Linked DNA regions of Macaca mulatta: region 2 is linked to region 1. The links are chromatin contacts, called in public Hi-C maps. All regions are on one chromosome and are shown on one strand. The core of a region is the stretch at or near the end of the contact, and the rest is flanking DNA. Distances in the headings are between cores, read along the strand shown.

Region 1 (2,700 bases), core at 7-2,506:
GTCAGTAAAGCGGTCCTGCTCTCGCTGTTCATTCAATCGGTCCAGGATCATTTTATGATGTTCAGGGAACTCCTGAAGGCATTCCATCGTCTCTTCAGCCTCCATGGCCATCGGGCTGCTCTACAAAAGAAGAGCATGATAATATACACCCATGAGCTCGGGCCGAGGAACAAAACCCCTAAAGCATAAAACAACAACAAAAAAACCCAGCAACGTGAAAAGAAAGGGGGAGGGTGAAGCAAGAGGAGAGAAGGCGAGGGAAGAAAGGCGAGCCGAGCGGCCGCGGCGCGTTAGGGGCCGGAGTCGCGGCCGCGGGACTCCGAGCCTGACCTAATTGGAGTCGGGAGACGCGAGCTGGAGCGGGGTGGGCACAGCGCCGGAGGCTCCAAGCGCCGGGGCGCGCAAGTCCAACAAGGGAGGGGACTCGACAGCGGTGGCGGCCCTCTAACGGCCCGCCAAGCCCTTCTGCCCGGCCGGGGCTCCCGCCGCCCCGGGACCCGGTCCGGCCCGCGACCCACAACGACTCTCGGGTCGCCTCTCCCTCCCCCGCCCTCCCTCTTCTCCCCCGCCCCGACCGGGCCGGCACTCACTGAGGGAAGGAGGAGCGGCCCAGGCTTGCGCGTCACTTACGTCGACGCACAGCGTCACCACGTCAAGCTCCGGCTGACGCGGACGCCTTCCGGGCGCCGACCAGCAAAGGAACGGGCCACGCCCCTGTCCACACCCCTCAGTGGATGGGCGGGGCCCAGCGCGGGGATTTGGCGCTCAAGAGAGGCAAGGACTTGAGCTCTGAGAAGGAACTGGGCTGCGGTCGATTTGAGCTCGTGGAGGGCCTGGCAGTGCCAGAAACTGGGAACATAAGTCGCCGCCCTTCCACCTCTCACCCTCCCTAGCTTGACTTCAGGGGCGGACACTTCCCGACCCGAGTCCAGAATGAACTCGCCAACCGTCCTCAACCCAGCTACTGCGCGGCCCCTTCCGCCCCGTCCTGCCCCGCCCCCTTCCTTCCGAGACCTCGGTCGACCCGCCTTACCTAGCTCGTGGGCCGTCCTCCTTCCTCTCGGCCCCTCAGAGCCTCTTGTTCCCTGCTTTCCCCTCCCAGGGCATAATGCGCCCCACACCTTTCCTGACCCCTAACCCGTGGCTCGTCCTCCATTTTCTTCGTGAGAATAGGGGCTCCCCTTCTGCTCGGGCCCGCTGGCGCACGTGCGCTCGGTTGGGCACCCGGGCGGCCGCGGCGCCGCAGCGGCAACGACGGGCGCGAGCACGTTCGGGCCGCCCGGGATCTTCCTCGGCGAAGCGCGCCCTCCCCGCGCCCGGCCGCAGCACGTGTTTGCTGGGCTCAGGACCTGGGGCTGCTCAGGATTATTTACACCGGATCCCCTTACTGCAGACCTTCCCCACTCCATTAAAGAATCCAGGCCGGGCGCGGTGGCTCACGCTTGTAATCCCAACAGTTTGGGAGGCCTAGGCGGGCGGATCACATGACGTCAGCAGTTCGAAACCAGCCTGGCCAACATGGCGAAACCCCGTCTTTACTAACAAAAATTATACGGGCGTGGTGGTAGGCGCCTGTAATCCCAGCTACTTGGGAAGCTGAGGCAGGAGAACAGCTTGAAGCAGGGAGGTGGAGATTGTAGTGAGCCGAGGTAGTGCCACTGCACTTAAGCCTGGGCGACAGCGCGAGACTCCGTCTAAAAAAAAAAAAGTCCAGTGACCCACAGTCAGCTGCATGTGACTGCTTCCTTGATTCCTCCAAAGAAATATATATAAATAAATTTTGAGGATAATTCTATAATTGAGATTTATTTTTTTCTCAAAGAACTTGAGAATTGGGATTAGGGAGGAACTCAAATAGCTATATGCTAAAAATGTAATCATTATTTCAACAGACATGTATTGAGAATCCTAGTACTAGGCACTGAGAAATCGAGCTGTGAACAAGGTACATGTGGTTTCTGCCTTTCTGAATCTTAAGTCGTAGAGTCCATAGATATTTTGAACACTAATTGCCTAGGTGCTTACTGATGAGTTTTGCAACACCTGAAGAACAAAGTAACTCGGTGTCAAGGAAAGCCAGTTGACCTGTAAGAAGAGATATGGGCGGGTGCGGTGGCTCATGCTTGTAATCCCAGCATTTTGAGAGGCGGAGTTGGGGAGGAGTTGTTGAGCCCAGAAGTTTGAGGCCAGCCTGGGCATATAGCGAGACCCCATCTGTATTAAAACAAAATAATGTTTTTAAGTGATGTGAAGTCTAAGTGTTCTTAGCCAAAAGTATAGCACATGCAAAGGCACCAGGATTATAGCATTCAGGAAACTGAAAGAATGTTGCTGGACGCACAAGGGTGCCTTATAAACAGTGTTGAAGATGTTAGATTTTCTTTTTGCAAGGGGAAGCCTTGACGTATGGTGACATCCTAATGTTTGCTTTTTAAAGAGATAATTCTAGCCTTAGTGTGGAGAACAGATTAAATGGGAAAAGCTGCTAAGAGTAGAGATCAATTGGGAGACTGTTAGTAATGTAGATGAAACCATGGGGGAAAATGGAACTAGAGAGCTGGTCAGAATCTAGAGATAAGCTGGGCGCAGTGGTTCAGGCCTGTAATTCCAGCACTTTGGGAGGCCCAGTCGGGGAGGATCGCTGGAGCCCAGGCGTTCAAGACCAGCCTGGGTGACATGGTGAAACATCGTCTCTACAAA
Region 2 (2,700 bases), core at 87-2,586, 200 kb before region 1:
ATGGAAATCATCATTGAATGGTCCTCTTCCCCCAAGTCATTTATGCCACCACTTTACAGTGGTTCCATTTCCAATATATTTTGCCACTTTGCTGCTGAGAATGTGTCTTACTAGATTAGCATGTACAGTAGTTTAAAAAATCTCCCATAACAATAATTGTGTGAATCACAGAATTACCAATGACCTCTTATCAATAGCATTCCTGTTAATGAAACTGAGATGGGGAGAGACACTAACAACTCCGAACCTCACTCATGGTTCCCCACCAAAGCTAAGTATTATGGCTTCTCTCTCTGACCAAACAGAAGCAGAGTTTATTGCAAAGCCATAAGTGTCCTCCTTTGGATCCCCCAAATAGTGTTTCAGTTATTTCCTCTAGCTTGAATTGTTCCTCTCTATTTGCTGGGGGAGCTAGGCAGTCCGTATCTGATGGATTTACTATGCGGACAATTACGAGGCCTTTCCACAGCCTTTTATTTGGCACGTACCACATATGAAGCTCAGAAGATACAGTGGGGAACAGGCCAAATGGAGTCCCTTTCCTCAGAGTGCATGGCCTGGCAAAAATCCTTGAATTCAGTATCAACTTTCCTTCACAGGCACGGCTCTGCACCCTCCTCCTCACGGATGCCTAGTCCTGAAACTATCTTGTTTTAGGTTTAGTTAGAAAGCTTTGTCTCAATAGCCCTTTTGTTTGTTTGTTTTATTTTTTTAAGTCAAGGTAGTTTTGAATAAAGGAGACAATATTTGAGTATTTACAAATCGGGTATTTAGAATATTCACACATATACAAGTTCTGGGTGAAATATTCTGCTCCAATTTGTAATCTAGGCACACTTTGCTAGAAAACGTTAAGATTGAATTCAAATCAAGTACAGTATTTCAGAAATCTTTCAGGTGAAGCCTAGCTCTGGTTGCTAGGCAACCTGACAGACTCCCAAGCTGGGACCAACTCACCTCCCACACTTGACCATCTCTCCAGTGGTGGGACGCGGAGTACCCATTGGTTCGCATCTCCTCTCACTTAGCCCCAAATGGTCGGAGAATCTCTCACTCCGCTCCCGTTGGCTCTCGCCGTCTCTTGCCGCTCCGTCATTGGCAAGTTGGCTCTCGTGCCACCCCACGTCAGTCTCTCACACCACTTCCTCGGCCCTGAGACTTTGTCCCCGCCCCTTCCCCCCGCCCTTCCAGCCACGAGGGAAAATCCTAGCGAGTCACCGCCTCTAGTTTCCTTTTGATTGGTAGAAGCCGGACTAGGGGGCGGGCGCTACAGGGCAACTCTACTGGCCGTGATTGGCTGCTGGAGCCACCGTCCCGCCTCCCAGCGACTCTCGGCGGTGCCGGAGTCGGGTGGGTTGGCGGCTATAAAGCTGGTGGCGGAGGGGAGGCGCCGCGGACTGTTCTTTCGTGGCTCACTCCCTTTCCTCTGTTGCCTCTCGGTCACGCTTGGTGAGTGTCCGCGCGGTGGAGTAGAGCTAGGCTGCGGAGGTGCCGCGGGCGGGTGTGGGCTAGACGGAGGCGGTGTCCTTGACTAGGCCCGAAGGAGCTGGGGCTCTGGGTCAGGACGGAAGCGTGGACCTTGCCCGGGAGGATGGGGCACCGTGAGTGGGGCCGGGCGGGGGCTCCCTCGCCAGGGACCTGAGGCTGACCGTAGCGGATCTGAGAAGAGCCGAGGACACAGGCGAGTCGCGGAGGGGAGAACGCGAGAGGGCGTTGAGGTCTAGGTATTCTAACGACATAGGAATTGGAGGTGCCAGAGAGGCAGCTGTGACCGCCTAGAGGGAAGTGGGGGGTGTCAGGAGGGTAGAGAAGAGAGTTGGGCTGCCGAGGCGTTTCCAGAGCCTTGGTTAAGGGTGGACGCCAAAGGATGGGTAAGATCCTCTTTAGACAGGCTGGTAGGTTCGTAGGGGGTGTGTCCTGCTGCCACATATAGAGTTGATGGAAAGAAGGGAAGTGGGTAGAATTACTTTTCTTCCTCAGCTCAGGTGCAAGAAAGCGTTCACAACCGTGATTTAGACCTGGCTAAGTATTGGGGCTCAGTCTGTACTTGCTTCAAGTCGCATAGATCACTGCCTCCCGCCTTCGTGCCTCCGTATTTTTTTTATGTCTCCGTTTTAAAAAATAGGCTTCCTTGGTGTTCTGAAATCCCACATCTCCCTCCTGCTAATACCTTCAGGACTAGCTTTAGGTGATACAATGTAATGGGCAGGCACTCACAGAGTCCTCACACAAATAGGTTTTAGATTAAGCTAAGGATATTTCAAAGCAAGTATATGGAGTCTTTGAAAACGCACGTCCGGCCTGGACCAGTGGTAGAGAAATGATTATTCTGATCACTCTGGAGGAGGGATTTGGGGAACAGATAATGTGAGGTTGTGCTTGTTTGTCATGCTTTTCCCTGTGGCCTTAGCCTTAAGGCATCACTGGCTGCTTTCACCGCTCACCTCTGCTGCAGCTCCCCACCTTCCCGAGGATGATCTTGCCACCTGCTGCAGTAGGATGATGTGTTCTGGCTGCTGCTAACTAACATTTGCTCTGTTTCAGGCATGAATCATGAAAAACAATTGACAAGATAAACAACAAAATTAAGACAAATGGAAGTGCTCCTAGAGTTAACAGATTTTTCCTTCTGAGATGGGTTTTGGACTTTATTGCACAGATACTATTAGATGAGAGGCAGTTGAAAGTCCTTAACATTTT

The links. Hi-C and Micro-C count contacts between places; a contact is called where the count stands out from the background.
Region 2: a contact with region 1 is called in a Hi-C map of fetal cortical plate, with 3 times the contacts expected there. The contact joins the promoter of HMGCS1 here to the promoter of ZNF131 in region 1. A contact is called at or near these places in 4 of 14 Hi-C or Micro-C datasets (cortical neurons, fetal cortex germinal zone, fetal cortical plate and 1 more).

Annotation. Positions count from the first base shown.
Region 1 is chr6:44,319,021-44,321,720 of T2T-MMU8v2.0, reverse strand. It overlaps ZNF131 (zinc finger protein 131), which reads right to left and starts at 1,256. Exons shown (of 7, transcript XM_078004726.1): 1 at 1,034-1,256; 2 at 1-115.
Region 2 is chr6:44,520,088-44,522,787 of T2T-MMU8v2.0, reverse strand. HMGCS1 (3-hydroxy-3-methylglutaryl-CoA synthase 1) reads left to right here and starts at 1,336. Exons shown (of 10, transcript NM_001260869.1): 1 at 1,336-1,449. LOC144341405 (a long non-coding RNA gene) reads right to left here and starts at 1,153. Exons shown (of 2, transcript XR_013418324.1): 1 at 958-1,153.